2 separate regions of the Sus scrofa genome follow, and region 2 is linked to region 1. Evidence: chromatin contacts called from public HiChIP or PLAC-seq data. All regions are on one chromosome and are shown on one strand. Each heading gives the region's core, a stretch centred on a gene start, on an enhancer-like site or on the middle of the called end of the contact. The rest is flanking DNA. Distances are from core to core; before and after follow the strand shown. Region 1 holds the start of WDR62 (WD repeat domain 62). Region 2 holds the start of POLR2I (RNA polymerase II subunit I).

Evidence for each region. HiChIP or PLAC-seq counts read pairs in DNA pulled down with a chosen protein or histone mark.
Region 2: a contact with region 1 is called in an H3K27ac HiChIP or PLAC-seq map of alveolar macrophages. The contact joins the promoter of POLR2I here to the promoter of WDR62 in region 1. A contact is called at or near these places in 2 of 5 promoter capture datasets (fetal liver and liver), 19 of 47 Hi-C or Micro-C datasets (blood, embryonic fibroblasts, fetal liver and 10 more) and 2 of 2 datasets of contacts at active chromatin or transcription factors (alveolar macrophages and skeletal muscle).

Annotation. Positions count from the first base shown.
Region 1 is chr6:45,416,328-45,423,439 of Sscrofa11.1, forward strand. WDR62 (WD repeat domain 62) reads left to right here and starts at 3,077. Exons shown (of 32, transcript NM_001128461.1): 1 at 3,077-3,346. The coding sequence starts at 3,170. It overlaps CLIP3 (CAP-Gly domain-containing linker protein 3), which reads right to left and starts at 2,539. Exons shown (of 17, transcript XM_021097159.1): 1 at 2,360-2,539. It overlaps THAP8 (THAP domain-containing protein 8), which reads right to left and starts at 2,521. Exons shown (of 4, transcript XM_021097208.1): 1 at 2,346-2,521. The coding sequence starts at 2,428.
Region 2 is chr6:45,478,123-45,485,234 of Sscrofa11.1, forward strand. It overlaps POLR2I (RNA polymerase II subunit I), which reads right to left and starts at 4,196. Exons shown (of 6, transcript NM_001205404.1): 1 at 3,774-4,196; 2 at 3,643-3,697; 3 at 3,307-3,380; 4 at 3,144-3,218; 5 at 2,988-3,039; 6 at 2,663-2,769. The coding sequence starts at 3,832. The coding sequence ends at 2,707. TBCB (tubulin folding cofactor B) reads left to right here and starts at 4,420. Exons shown (of 6, transcript NM_001205403.1): 1 at 4,420-4,612; 2 at 4,979-5,122. The coding sequence starts at 4,499. It overlaps OVOL3 (putative transcription factor ovo-like protein 3), which reads left to right. Exons shown (of 4, transcript XM_005664527.3): 1 at 1-889; 2 at 964-1,028; 3 at 1,784-1,985; 4 at 2,405-2,700. The coding sequence starts at 796. The coding sequence ends at 2,613.

The DNA of each region.
Region 1 (7,112 bases), core at 1,827-4,326:
TGCTAGAAGAACATCTAATAGGCCAGTGACACTGGAGTGGAGTGAGTAAGGGGCAGGAAGGAAGAGATGAGGTCATACAGAGAGTGGGGATCCAGTTCCTGCAGGGCTTTGTAGGCCTGTTTTCTGCCTGCGCCAGCTGTGTTTCTTGTCTTTTACAGAGTTCGATGGGAACCAGGGGAGGGATCCAAGCCCTGATCTGACTCAGGGGTTGACAGGTTCCCTGGGACTGCATGTGGAAAACAGTCTGTGGAGCAGGCTGACAAATGGAGAGGCTACTAAAATAGTGCAGTTGAGAGATGACAGTGGCCAATACCATGATGGGGACAAAGAAGAGGGTCAGAAGTGGTCAATTCTGGAGAGACTTTAAAGGGAGAGTCAACAGGATTTACTGATGGACTGGATAAGTAATGTGTCCTGGGAGTTCTCGTGGCTCAGTGGTAATAAACCCAGCTAGTATCCATGAGGACACAGGTTCAATCCCTGGCCCCACTCAGTGGGTTAAGGATCTGGCATTGTCATGAGCTGTGGTGTAAGTTGCAGATGCAGCTTGGATCCTGCATTGCTGTGGCTGTAGTGTAGGTCACAGACATGGCTTGGATCTGGTGTGGCTGTGGTATATGCTGGCAGCTGTAGCTCTGATTCAATCCCTAGCCTGGGAACTTCCATATGCTGTGGGTATGGCCCTAAAAAAAAAAAAAAAAAAGAGAGAGAGAGAGAAAGAGAGAGAGAGGAAGAAAAAAAGAAAGAAAAAGGAATGTTTCCTGGCCCACTTAGACTAAGGCCCCCAGGGAAAGACCTGTAGTCTAAGCAAGTCAGGATTACTTACCGTGGCAATAAGGAAACTGCACACCAAGGGAGGTACTGTGGGGAGTTTCATCAAAGAGGAAAAGAATTATTATTTGTGGTTGGGGGGATGGGTGGAGTTCAAGTGAAATCTAAGTGAAATAGCATTTGGATAGACTCAAAGCAAAATAGAACTGTGTGTAAGGGGATCAACATCAGACCTGCATTGCAAAGTGGGCCCAAAATCTGTCCCTTAGGAAGCAATAAAGTTTGGATAGATGTGGAATACTGTATCCAGAAACTCCTTACCTGAAGCTCTGCACCTGGACTATAAATCAAGGCTGCTTCTCTGTGTCAAAGCGATTTTTTCTCCAGGCCTTTAGTAAGATTTTTTTTTCTTACTGATGTAATTTCAAACAGCAAAATTTGTGATAGCCTATGATTTTAAAGAACAAAGCTTCCTAGTAAGAAGGCAGTAGTCAAGAGTTTCATTGTAGCACAGGTGGTTAAGGATCCAGTGTTGTCACTCCAGGGGCTGGGGCCACTACTGTGGCACGGGTTCAACCACTGGCCTGGGAAATTCTGCGTGCTGCAGGTGTGGCCACAAAATAAAATAAAATAAAGAAAAAAGTAGTAGTCACTTGAAGGAGAGTTTCGTCACTTTACACTTGCAGCACGTCCCTGAGAAAAATATAGTATTTTTTTCTAGGGAGTTCCCGTCGTGGAGCAGTGGTTAACGAATCCGACTAGGAACCATGAAGTTGCGGGTTTGATCCCTTGCCTTGCTCAGTGGGTCAAGGATCTGGCGTTACCGTGAGCTGGGGTGTAGGTTGCAGATGCGGCTCGGATCCCGCGTTGCTGTGGCTCTGGCGTAGGCCGGTGGCTACAGCTCCGGTTCGACCCCTAGCCTGGGAACCTCCATATGCTGCGGGAATGGCCCAAGAAATGACAAAAAGACAAAAAAAAAAAAAAGGAAGTATTTTTTCCTATTAATTCTTCAGCTGGCTTTTTCTGTGTGTTATTCCAACCAAATTAAAGAGAAGGCAAGGGTTTTTTTTCTTTTCTTTTTTTTTTTTTTACAGTTTAACCTAATTTTTATTTTCTCAAGTGTGAGAAAAGTGAAGAAATAAGGATGATTCTAAGGGTTTCTAGCCTGAAAGACAGGAAAGGAAATGGGAGACTTAAGAGATACAAAATAATGCCGTAGGTTTTGGCCGTTCTGAGTTTGAGACGCCTCAAATTCGGGGATAGGGCGAGTGGGCAGTTGCAGCCTTTTACTGAGTCTGGATCAATCTCACTTCTCTCTACAAACCGCCCTCCCATTCTTCTGCTCGTCCGGTTCACCACCCGCAGTTAATCATCTACCCTTGGTTCACACATCTGCACCTTTGCATGTGTAGTATTTACTACCAGTGAAACTCTGGGAATAAGGTCTCTTGAGCCCGGTAACCCTGCTTTTAAACGCCCGCAAGCTGGACGGTGCCCCACACTGCAGCATTTATCGTCGGCACCGCCCCCACAGGACCCCGCCTCCCTAAGCCCCGCCCCTCGCTTGCGCTCACTTGTAGAAGCTCACCGGGCGGTGATCTGCGCCCAATCGGCCCGCAGTGTTGGAGCAGTTCGGAGCCCGGCAGTACCTGGGCATGGCTGTCCAACTCAATTGGGTTTTGCCTGGTCTGCAGACGCACTTTGGTCCTCGCCAGGCGCCGCCGAACCCTGCCCCGCCCGCCCGCCAGCTCTCCGCCTGTCTCACGTGATGGCCCTTGGGGCCTGGTCACGTGCCGGGGGGTTGTAGTGGGAGGAAAGGGGAGCGCCTGCGTACTACGCGCCCAGCCTCATAGCTAGCTACGCCCTCGTCACGTGGCAAATGGGGAAAAGAATACGTCTGCGCAAAGCCAGCTTTTAGTCACCCGGACTTTATTTGTTGAGGGACAGGTGGCGACACGGCGTTTCTGAATCTGCTCTTCAGTCTCTGTCGGCTCCGCCCTACGCTTACTTCCGGGCGACTGCCACTGCGCGGATAGCCGCCCTGGTGGAGGGCAGCAAAAAACGAGGTGAGGATTGGTAGTAGCCTCGTAAAGGTTAAAGCCTGTGTATTTTGTGAATGATGAAAACACAGATAGGGTTAAAATATTCCACAGCGCCAGCTCAAGCATCCAGCTGACAAACCGTGGCTACCCCATATCAGACCCTCCGCTCCGCCTCCTAGCTATCATTGGTCAAAAGCTCCGCCCGGCAGCCCTGAGATTGGCCAGAGGACGGTTTGCCGTGTCCAATGGGCTGCAGCGCCGGCTTTCCCGCGGCGGTTCGCTATTCGAGTGGGTTGCGGCGGCGGCGGCGGCGGCGGCAGTTGGGCGTGTAACGGTCGCCCGGCCCTGGCGCGACGATGGCGGCCTTGGGGACCGGAGGCTACGTGCGGAACGATGCAGTCGAGAAGCTGCCAACCATCATGGCGGGAGTTCCGGCGCGGAGGGCCCAGTCGTCCCCGCCCCCTGCTCCACCGCTCTGCCTACGGCGGCGGACGCGACTCACAGCGGCGCCAGAGGACGCGGTGCAGAACCGGGTGAGGAGCTGCTGGCCCTGTACATCCCAGTTTCAGTTCCCCGGGTCTCCCTTGGCCCCGCCTTAGGTCTTTGGCCCCACCCACCAGACCCCAACTGGTATCCCCTAGCAGCTCTCTGGCCCGCCTTGTCCCCTAAGTCCCGCCCCCTCATCCAGGGCTCCTCCCACTGTCCCTTCCCCCTTCTCGGGTACTGCCTGTTATTCCTAGTCCCACCTCTCAACCCCTGGTTCCACCCTTAGTCCTTGGAGAAATTCCCGGAGTTCTTCCTAGGCCCTATCCCTTGGAGCGCATTTTAATTTTGCTAATCACCTCCTAGTCCTGTCTTCCTCCTGCTTATCCCTTCAGTCACCTTTAGACGCCTGTCTGGGCCCTTCGACTTTTGACCTCACCCTGCACTAGATCTTTAGGGAGTCTACCAGGGTTCAGTCTCAAGTCCTACCTGTTTCAGCTCTCCCTCAGCTCCACCCTGCCTTCCCTAACCTCCTGCCTGCTTTCTTTCCTTCTTCCTTACCAAGATTGGATTCTTAATCCATGTTGCCACCCTAAATTATGGAGACGATGTGAGTAATATTTGTAAATTCTGAGGGACAGATGGCGATACGGCGTCACTTCCAGGGCGGGCTGAGGAGGACTGTGGTATAGAACAGCTCCCTAAATCCTGAAACACAGAAGCAAAATTTTAGAGTAGGTAGAAGAAATTCCAGTAGCACAGCAGAAATTTTAAAAAATTGGAGTTCCCATCGTGGCGCAGCGGTTAACGAATCCGACTAGGAACCATGAGGTTGCGGGTTCGGTCCCTGCCCTTGCTCAGTGGGTTAACGATCCAGCGTTGCTGTGAGCTCTGGTGTAGGTTGCAAACGCGGCTCGGATCCCGCGTTGCTGTGGATCTGGCGTAGGCCAGTGGCTACAGCTCCGATTCGACCCCTAGCCTGGGAACCTCCATATGCCGCGGGAGTGGCCAAAGAAATAGCAAAAAGACAAAAAAAAAAAAAAAAGAAAAAGAAAAGAAACAAGAAATTTAAAAAAATTGTTCTCCAACTCTTTGAGTTGCAAAATCTGTTTTTGTAAAATGGAGATAACAGTAACCATGATGTTTCAGGGAGATGAACTGTAATTGCGCATATGACCTACTTGGCACAAAGTCCAGATAAAGGGTCGATACATGGTAGCTGCTTGTGGGCCTTGTTCCTGCCACAGGGCTTCCTGCTACACTCTAATTCTGTCACCCACTCCTGGCTGCAAGGCGTTGGGCAAGTGGCCCCTGCCCCCCTCTTTGGCCACATTTTCCTGTCCTCCTTCTCATGGAGGTTCAGTCACACTGGCCTGCCTACTGTTTTCCTGAGGCTCCAAACTCTTTTCCACCTCCTAGCGTTGGTATTTGGTGAGTCCTCTCTCTGGGCTTTTTGCTGCAGCCTACCTGGCTGGCTCCTGTCCCTTGAGTCTCAGCCTGAATATCCCTACCCTCAGATGCCTTGTTGAACCCCAGCCTAAAGCAGATATCCACCTTAATCCCACCACCCTGTACTTCATAACTCTTACCTTGTATGTTCATGAAAGTGCTTTGTGAGCTCTAAAGTGTATAAAGAGAGGAATCACAGTAGTAGTTTCAGAAAGGCAGGATAGCTAGGTGGTTCAGAGCACTGCCTTTGGACCCAGACTGCCTAGGCTTTAACCTTAACCCCACAGCATATGGAGATTCTAAGGCTAGGGGTCCAGTCGGAGTTGTAGCTGCTGACCTTTATCACAGCCGCAGCAACCCAGGATCCAAGCCGAGTCTGTGACCTACACCACAGCTCATGGGAATGCCGGATCCTTAACACACTGCTCAAGACCAGGGATCGAACCCATGTCCTCATGGATGCTGGCTGGGTTCCTTAACCGCTGAGCCACGACGGGAACTCCTCTTTCTTTTCCTGAATTTTTCTGTGCCTCTGTTTCCTCATCTGTAAAATGAGAATAATAATATAAATGTTCCTATAGGGTATTTATGAGGATTAAATAAGCTCATGTATCTTAAGTACTTAAAAGAAAACACATGGCACGTTGCAAGTACTGGGTTGGTGTTAGTTACTACTTTTACGACTGTGAATTTTGGGTGATTGGTGTCATTTATTTTTCTTGTTTGTGATGTTGAATCCAACCAGCTTGCAAAATTCTGCCAGCTACGAAGCGGGTTAAGGATTCCACATTGTCACAGCAGTGGCTTGGATTGTGTTGTGGTGCAAGTTCGATCCCTGGCCTGAGAACTTTCATATGCCGCAGGTGTGGCCAAAAAAAAAAAAATGACTAGCCATGCTAATGCCCAGTAGTGCTGATTAACAGATAAAAAACAATGTGAGTGCCACTCCCTGGTTGTATGGGTTAGTCCTGACACTGCTCTTTCCAGATTACCTCTCAGGGCCTCTTTTTCTTTATCCATAAGGTGGAGATGATGAAGATGATGATAAGGACCATATCACAGGATTATTGTGAGCCTTAAATAAGTGAATACAGTTGCAGGTATTCAGACATGCCTGGCTCCTGGTTAAATGCTCAAAAAATATTTGTTATTACTATCCTATATTTGTCTTTCATTTCTGTATGTGTGTGTGTGTGTGTGTGTGTGTGTGTGTGTCTTTTGTTTTTTTAGGGCCGCACCTGTGGCATAGGGAGGTGCCCAGGCTAGGGGTCGAATCGGAGCTGCAGCTGCCCGCCTACACCACAGCCACAGCAACAGCAGATCTAAGCCGCATCTGCGACCTACACCACAGTTCACGGCAACGCTGGAACCTTAACCCACTGAGCGAGGCCAGGGATCAAACCCGAAACCTCATGGTTCCTAGTTGGATTCGCTTCTGCTGTGCCACGACAAGGACTCCGCCTCTCATTTCTTTTTTTATTTTATTTTATTTTATTTTTTTTGTCTTTTTGCTATTTCTTTGGGCCGCTCCCGCGGCATATGGAGGTTCCCAGGCTAGGGGTCGAATTGGAGCTGTAGCCACCGGCCTACTCCAGAGCCACAGCAACGCGGGATCCGAGCCGCTTCTGCAACCTACACCAGAGCTCACAGCAACGCTGGATCGTTAACCCACTGAGCAAGGGCAGGGACCGAACCCGCAACCTCATGGTTCCTAGTCGGATTCGTTAACCACTGCGCCACGACGGGAACTCCCCGCCTCTCATTTCTGAGGCCAACATCTCACTTGAGAATTTTTTTGTTGTTGTTGTTGTTTTTTTTTTTTGTCTTTTTGCCTTTTCTTGGGCCGCTCCTGCGGCATATGGAGATTCCCAGGCTAGGGGTCCAATCGGAGCTATAGTTGCTGGCCTATGCCAGAGCCACAGCAGCGCAGGATACGAGCCGCGTCTGCGACCTACACCACAGCTCACGGCAACGCCGGATCGTTAACCCACTGAACAAGGGCAGGGATCGAACCCGCAACCTCATGGTTCCTAGTCGGATTCGTTAACCACTGCGCCACCACGGGAACTCCAGAGAATGTTTACTTTATAATGTTTAGAAATTAGTCTCTTCAAAATATGAAAATACCACCGTTCTACTAGTCCCTACTCTAAGTTGTTTAATCAAGCGTGAAGGGGACTGGCTCATTTGGCTTACTTTGCTTAGAGAGTTTTAAATTTTTAAATGTCATCATTCACTTTTTTCTTTACTCGTTGAACCTCTAGACTGAATTTAGTGGTGGAATGGACAGTACCCACTTTTGCTCACTGCTGTGTCTCCCCTGCACAAAGTGCTGGCTTTGAAGCCAGAGACTGCCTGGCTTTGTAT
Region 2 (7,112 bases), core at 2,946-5,445, 63 kb after region 1:
GTTTTTTTTCTGGGGAGGATGCCGCACCCACAGCATGTGAAAGTTCGCAGGCCAGGGATCAAACCCATGCCACAGCAGCGACCTGAGCCACTGCAGTGACACCAAATCATTAACCCACCGCACCACAAGAGTACTCCAACAAACCAGTATTTTAAGGCCCCCAACACTTAAACAGTGCTCTTGGCTGAATGTCAGCTCTGGGTCTCTCAGGATCAGAGAGCTGGAGCTTCCTACATGAAGATGCACAGCCTGGACCCTCACTTTGATCTTGCCAATTGGACCCTCTGGAGCAAGCAATCACAGTCACCCCTCCCCTGCTCCCTCAGACAGCTGCTGCGATTTGAATAACCAAGCAGGCTGCTGAATGTCCGGTGGTGACTGATTTGCTTGGCAAACAGACCCTTAGGTCCTTGGCCCTGCTGGTACTGGGGGAAGAAAGACACTCAGCCCCACTGGGGTCTCTGTTTCCCCTCTTCCCACCCCCAAGAGCCATCTAGGCTCCAGTCTTGCCCTTGCTTGACCTCCCGGGGGCCCCTCGCATTTATCTTCCCTAGAGGTTGGAGAATGTCCCCGGGATCCTGGCAGAGAAGTGGGGGGAATAGCAGGGCCCAAGGTAGAGGTAACAGGAGCCAGCTAAGTCTGCTCCCTGGGCCTGTCACGGAATTTGCATGGAGAGAATGAGGCTCCGTGGTTCCCCCTCCCTTCGCCACCTGGGATAGTCATCCTGGGCCTGAGGTCTGACAGCAGGTGGAGGAAGCAGCCGTGTGTGGAGCCATCTTGCTATTCCCAGAGGTGATGCCCCGTGCCTTCCTGGTCAGGAGTCGACGTCCACAGCCACCCGACTGGGGCCACCTGCCTGACCAGCTCCGGGGAGACACCTATGTCCCAGGTGGGCCCCTCACTGGGCCTGGAGGTGAGGGGCAAGGGAGACACAAAGTCTCACCATCTGGCTTCTCTCCTCAGACCTCAGCAGCCAGGGAGGGCAACCAGCACACCAGTCTTCTGGCCTTGGGGACTCTTGGGCAGCGGTGAGTCTGCAGCTGGCCCACAAGACCCTGCTCCATTTTACCCCTGCCTGCTCCAGCCTCAAGAGAATCTAACCGCCCCTTACTCCCACCCTCTGGCCTCAGGACCTCTGCCCGCATTGTCCTCTCTGCTGGAATGCCTTGCCTTTCTCAGTAGTGGGCTCACTTTAGGCTGCATCCCAAGCATCATTTTTCCAGGGTGGGCAGCCACAGCCCCTGCCCCCAGGGATTCTCTGCTCTGTGGGACAGAACGGGACTCAAGCCAATATGTGGGTAGTGATTTGCTTTATGTCAGAGGATCAGACAGGGTGACAGGAGCAGGATGGGGGTTGGGGGAAGAGGTTGGGCCTCTCAGAAGCGAGACTCAGCAGGGCACGCACTGGAAGAAGGAAATGTGAATGTGCTGGAGATTATTTCAGTTTTTATTGGGAGTCAGGGCTGTTCTAGGCAGTAAGTGTTGAGGAGTAAGACAAAAATTCATTCCTTCCTGAAGCTTATAATGTGGTGGGGCTTCCGGTATAGATAACAAAATTAGAAACAAATACATATCACTGTGGAAGGCGGCATGAGCTATGGAGAAACATAAAGCAAGGTGAGGGTGATGGGGGTGGGGTGGTCAGGGAAGGCCTTGGAGGGAGGGTGTGGCATTTGCACGCACTAGTGCAGTCTCTGGCCTTCCCAGACCTCCTTGGTTCTCCAGCTGCTCCATTTGCTCCAGAGCAGGAGCCAGGGTCCTAACTCCCATGTCCCTCCCACAGCCTTCTCAGGGCACTCTGACTGCTGCTCCTAGGGGCCCTGGGACACTTGGATGCCCACTCTGCCCCAAGGCCTTCCCTTTGCAGCGAATGCTGACCCGGCACCTCAAGTGCCACAGCCCTGCACGCCGCCACGTGTGCCGCTGTTGTGGCAAGGGCTTTCACGACGCCTTCGACCTCAAGCGCCACATGAGGACTCACACTGGTGAGCCATGGCAGGGTTTGGGAAGAAAAGGGACAAAATGAAGGGAGGTGCATGGAATGTGGAGTTTCCAGCTGTGCTTGTGTTTGTGGGGTGGGGACTCAGCCACCAGGTCCACTTCAGCTCTCAGCCACAAGGAAGGGGTGGGGGCTACTGAGGGATATGGAGTGAAAACAGGTATTGATGACGGGATTCAGGTCGCAGACTGAAGGGTGCAAGGGGAAGCCTCCGTCCTCCTGCAGAGGAAGGAACACACCCCGTGAGGGGAGGTGGGGACACAGGTGTCTGGCCCACATTTGCGCTGGGCAGAGGCAGCAGGTGGCTGGCGAACTGGAAGTAGGAATTCGGGAATGCTTACAGAGAGCAGAGGGTTCCGAGGTCTTCCCCTATCTGTCCTCTCTCCCTCCTGCCCATCTGCGCAGGGATCCGGCCATTCCGCTGCGGAGCTTGCGGGAAAGCATTTACCCAGCGCTGCTCCCTGGAAGCGCATCTTGCCAAGGTGCACGGGCAGCCAGCCAGCTACGCTTACCGCGAGCGCCGTGAGAAGCTGCATGTGTGCGAGGACTGCGGCTTCACCAGCTCGAGGCCCGAGGCCTATGCGCAGCACCGTGCCCTGCATCGCACGGCTTGAGGCTGCGCACCCCGCATCCAACCCACGAGAGGCAAATAAACACAGGAAATGCACGCACAGAACACAGCATTTATTACACGAGGGGAGGGTGGTTCACTCGGTCCAGCGGTGGCCGCAGTGTGGGGCCGTGCACACGTAGTACAAGCGCATGGCGTCCTGGCAGAAAGGATGGACGGTTAGGGTCTGGGAGGGCACAATACGGAAACTCCATCCAGAAGAGCCTCACTTCAGAAGAACAGACCAGGGGCTTTTCCTACAGCTAAAGGGCCAGTTCAGGATGCCAGGAAGGGCAGGGTCCCCCCAGTATTAGCGTCACCACCCCAGGAAGGCCCAGGTCCAGGTTACCCTGAAAGTCTTGTTCTGGCGCCACTCACCTCGGCCCGGGCACTGTGTGACTGGAAGAACACCGCCTCCTTGTGGCCGCACCTGAGGGGACAGTCTGCCACTCGGAGCCTGCCATACCCTTCCCTCTTCCCTTTGCCCAGTGAGCACGAGCCACCCTCCCTCCCCGATACCGGCTGCATGCTCACTTTTGGCATGGGTGGTCTTCAGTCCGCGGCAACGTGGGGTCCTGGGACACGTCAGCGATGATCTGGGTTAGTTCGCTGATGGAAGAGAAAAGAGAATAACTATGCTTAGACCAAGCCTCCCGAGCCAACAACCCCGGCCCCGAGCTCCCGTCCTGCCACTCACTCCACTTCGTGTGTGATTTTGTTGACGTAGATGCAGCTGTTGTCAGCCTCCTGCTGGTAATCACAATTCCGGCACTGCGGGAGGGAGAGTGTGGCGGGAAGGGGGTTACGGAGAGATCCCCGATGGGACTGGAAGGGAGGGCAGGGTCTTCCTCGGAGGGGATGGAATCTCGAGGTTGGGATCATGGGGTGTAGTCGAGGATCACCTCGGGGATGGGCAGGACAAGAGTCGGGTTCACTCGGGGGGTAGTTCGGGAACTAGACCAGACCCCACGGGGGGCTGTACAGGGAGCAGGGCGGGACCCCGTTAGGAACGGGTGGATAGGCTCGCGCTCACCGCGTAAAGCAGAATGCGGTTCTCCTTGTCTTCCTTGGGGTAAAGCATGTTGTTGCTGGGGGGGGGGCGGTTAAAGGTCAGTCTTGGGACCATTACTTGCTCCCCTCCAACACATGCTGGCCGTGTCTCACCATTCCTGGCAGAATCGAATACCCACGAAGCCTGGCTCGTAGGTCCCGTCCGGTTCCATAGCGGCGCGCTGCCCGCCCAGCCTTCCGCGCTTGCCCCGCTGCGCGACAGGTGGCGGGAAGGGTCAGACCTCGTAGCTTCGCCAAAAGAGGGGCGGAGCTGCGCTCGAGTACTGGCTCCCAGTGGCTTTACGCTCGGTTCTCTGCCCTGAGGTTTGATTAATTACTTGCTTCAAGCTCTTGATATCCTAGAATAATTGCTTCCAACATCTGGGCTTCGCTTCCCCAGTTTACAGAATAGTGTGGTACGAGAGCCAGAAATACAGTGCGTCACATAACCCAAAGCTCTACGCATAAAGAAGCCATGGCTTTCTGCCGACCGAAGGCCAATGCACATGCGCGAGTTTACCCGTCGCAGACTGGAGTAGCTCTTGCCAGTCCTTCCTCCTGGCTTCGGCCTTCGTCCGCCGGGCCGTCTCCCGTGCCCCTATTGGAAGAACTGTACCGGGTGGAAGACCTTTCAGGATTGGCTGGGCCCAAGACTAGGGAGAATCCTCCTCCTGGCGGCGGCGAAGAGATGCGGCGATTGGCCGACCCTCCTGGCGGGAGAGCGTGGATTGGCCAGGTCGCAGAGCAGGGGGAGGGACTGATATCCCAGAAGCGGCGGCGACTGCGGAGCGTGTGTTAGGCGGCTGAACGGGCTGCGGGCCCCCTCAGGGCGCGGCGAGATGGAGGTGACGGGGTTGTCGGCGCCCACGGTGACCGTTTTCATCAGCAGCTCTCTCAACAGCTTCCGCTCCCAGAAGCGGTATAGTCGCAGCCTCACCGTAGCAGAGTTCAAGGTGTGGCCTTGGGGGCGGGGCTCGGAGGGGCGGGGCCAAGAAGACCTGGAGGGTCTTCCCCAGTGCCGGGAGGAAGCCCGAGATAAACCGAGGTTGCAGAGGCTGGGGAATGAACCTCAGCGGGGCGGGTTCATAGGGAACCTGAGTTTACAGAGGATGGTCGCGGGGCCTGGGAAAGTCACAGGTTTCAGGATCAGGGCCCGAGGGGGTGGGGCCAGGGGTAACCAGGGATAATACCATGTGAGTATTTCTATATGGTGGGAAGGAGTGTTGGTTATGGACACAAAGGGCAGAGCCTCAGGATAGAGGACAGGGCCCCTGACAACCTTCCACCTCTTCTCCGCCTCCCCATTTGTCCTCCCACAGGATAAACTACAGCTGGTTGTGGGCAGCCCTGCTTCCTGCATGGAATTGGAACTGTATGGACCTGACGACAAGTTCTATGTCAAGCTGGATCAGGAGGATGCCCTGCTGGGCTCATACCCTGTAGATGACGGCTGTCGCATCCATGTGAGGCCTCCCTACCTGGGATCCCTCCCTTCTGTTCATTTACTTATTCAACAGATGCTTGCTGTGGTTTGCTATATGTGATAACTAAAATAGGCCCTAACCGCGTGGAGCTCCCAGTCCATCAGGGAGAGAGACAGACCCATCACCAGACACTGGCAGTCAAGAGTGGTCTGGACTGGGCTGAGAAAACCCCAGGGGACTGGAGGCAGCCAGAAGAGGTGCCTGACTCCACCTGGGGGTATCAGAAGGGGCCTCCTGAAGGGAGGGATGCCTGAGCTGAGACCTGAAGGATGAGGAAAGGGCAACCTAAGAGGAGAGTGGGAGGGGCAGGCCAGGCAGAGGGAACAGAGTGTGAGGGGGGGTCAGAGTGAGTCATGAGGCTCACATGTTGGGAGAAGCCGGAAGCAGGACCTCTGTATGCATCTGCTCACATCATCCTCTCTGTCCTCAGTGTTCCCCCCAAAAACTCCTCAGACATCCAAGCATCCCTGGTGCACTTTGCATGTGCTGTTCCCTGTGCCCGAACGGTTCTTATTTCTGTGCCCACATGGCTAACTCCTTCCTTCCAGTCTTTACTTAAATGTCACCTTCCAAGTGTGAGAGCTTTGTTGCCTCAGTTTAAAATTTAAACCTCTTCCCTTTCCTTTCCCACTTTATTTGGTTTTTGTCCTTTGCACTGATCACCCTGTGCCATACTGCGGATTTTCCTCCAGCACCTGGAACAGTGCCTGGTACAGAAAGGATGCTCAGTGAATCATTGTTGAATGATGAATTGAATCCAGTAAATAAGACATGGAAAATGGTATAATTAATTCTTAGCTTAGCTTAGCCTGAAACTTAGCTTCAGGATGGAAGTTACTTTCCTGAGGAGAAACTCTAGCTAGAATTTTTACCTCAGTCGGCCTGGCTCCAGAAGTCAGTGTACCCAGAGTACCAGTTCTCGTTTATCTCTTTCATTTATTCATAACTGTTTACTGAGCATGTGTGTTATACCAGGGGTAGGGCTGTAAATCCAGTCTGAGAAGGTCTCTGTTTTAGCTCTCTCCAGTGTGTGAGGTAGATGTTAGCTGAATAGTCACAGGAACAGATGTGAAGAGTCAGTGAGATGAGGGCCATGAAGGAAGCGATCACAGAGCTTGGACACCCTTACTGGGGAGCCTGACCCATCAGAGATCCAGGAGGACTTCCTGGAGGAAGTGCTACTTGAGCAGAGACCTGAAGAATAGGAAGGTTAACTGAAGGAAGGGAAAGGATGCTCCAGGAGGAGGGCACAGCCTGTGCAAACACTCCGAGGTGGGAGGGAGCACAGTGGGTCTAGGGGCTGAAGAGTGACCTCCTCTATTGTGGAAGGAAGTGGGAGCCAAGGGAGGACTCGGAGCCAGGCGGGTCCTGGTCTCACTCAGAGTTCACAGACTCCCGCTGACTACATGTAGGGAACAGACTGTGGAGGACAGAGGGGTGGGGAGAGCAAGGAGGAGGTTGTCTCTAGAGTCCAGTTGGGGCAGTGGGTCGTGGACCATGATAGGAATTGGTCAGGACTGTGAAGAGCCCATGACTGCCTCTGGCCTGACCTGGGCAGTTGACATAGGGGTGCTGGTGGGTCAGGCTGGGCGGTGGCATCCTCAAATGGGAGGGTTCCACACGCATGGTTTCAGCTATGGACACCCCGCTCGCTGACTTCTGATGCCACACAAGGCGGGTTTCTCAGAGGTGGAGCCTCTGGAGAATTTGTATTTGTTCTGTATATAAATATCCCTCAAATTCCTCACAATAGCGAATGCCAGTAACTTCAAACTTACAAAAATACCTAATAGAGTAGAAATTCTGAGTGCTCCTTGGCCGTTTCTGTTTTGCCATGTTAGTGCAGTGGCTCAGGCCAGACACCTCAGGTGTTCCTGACCTCTCTCCCTCCCACCCCAATCTGATCTGTCCTCAGACCCTAAGGGCTCCACCTAGAAAATCTATGCAGAATCCACACTATTCTCCCCCT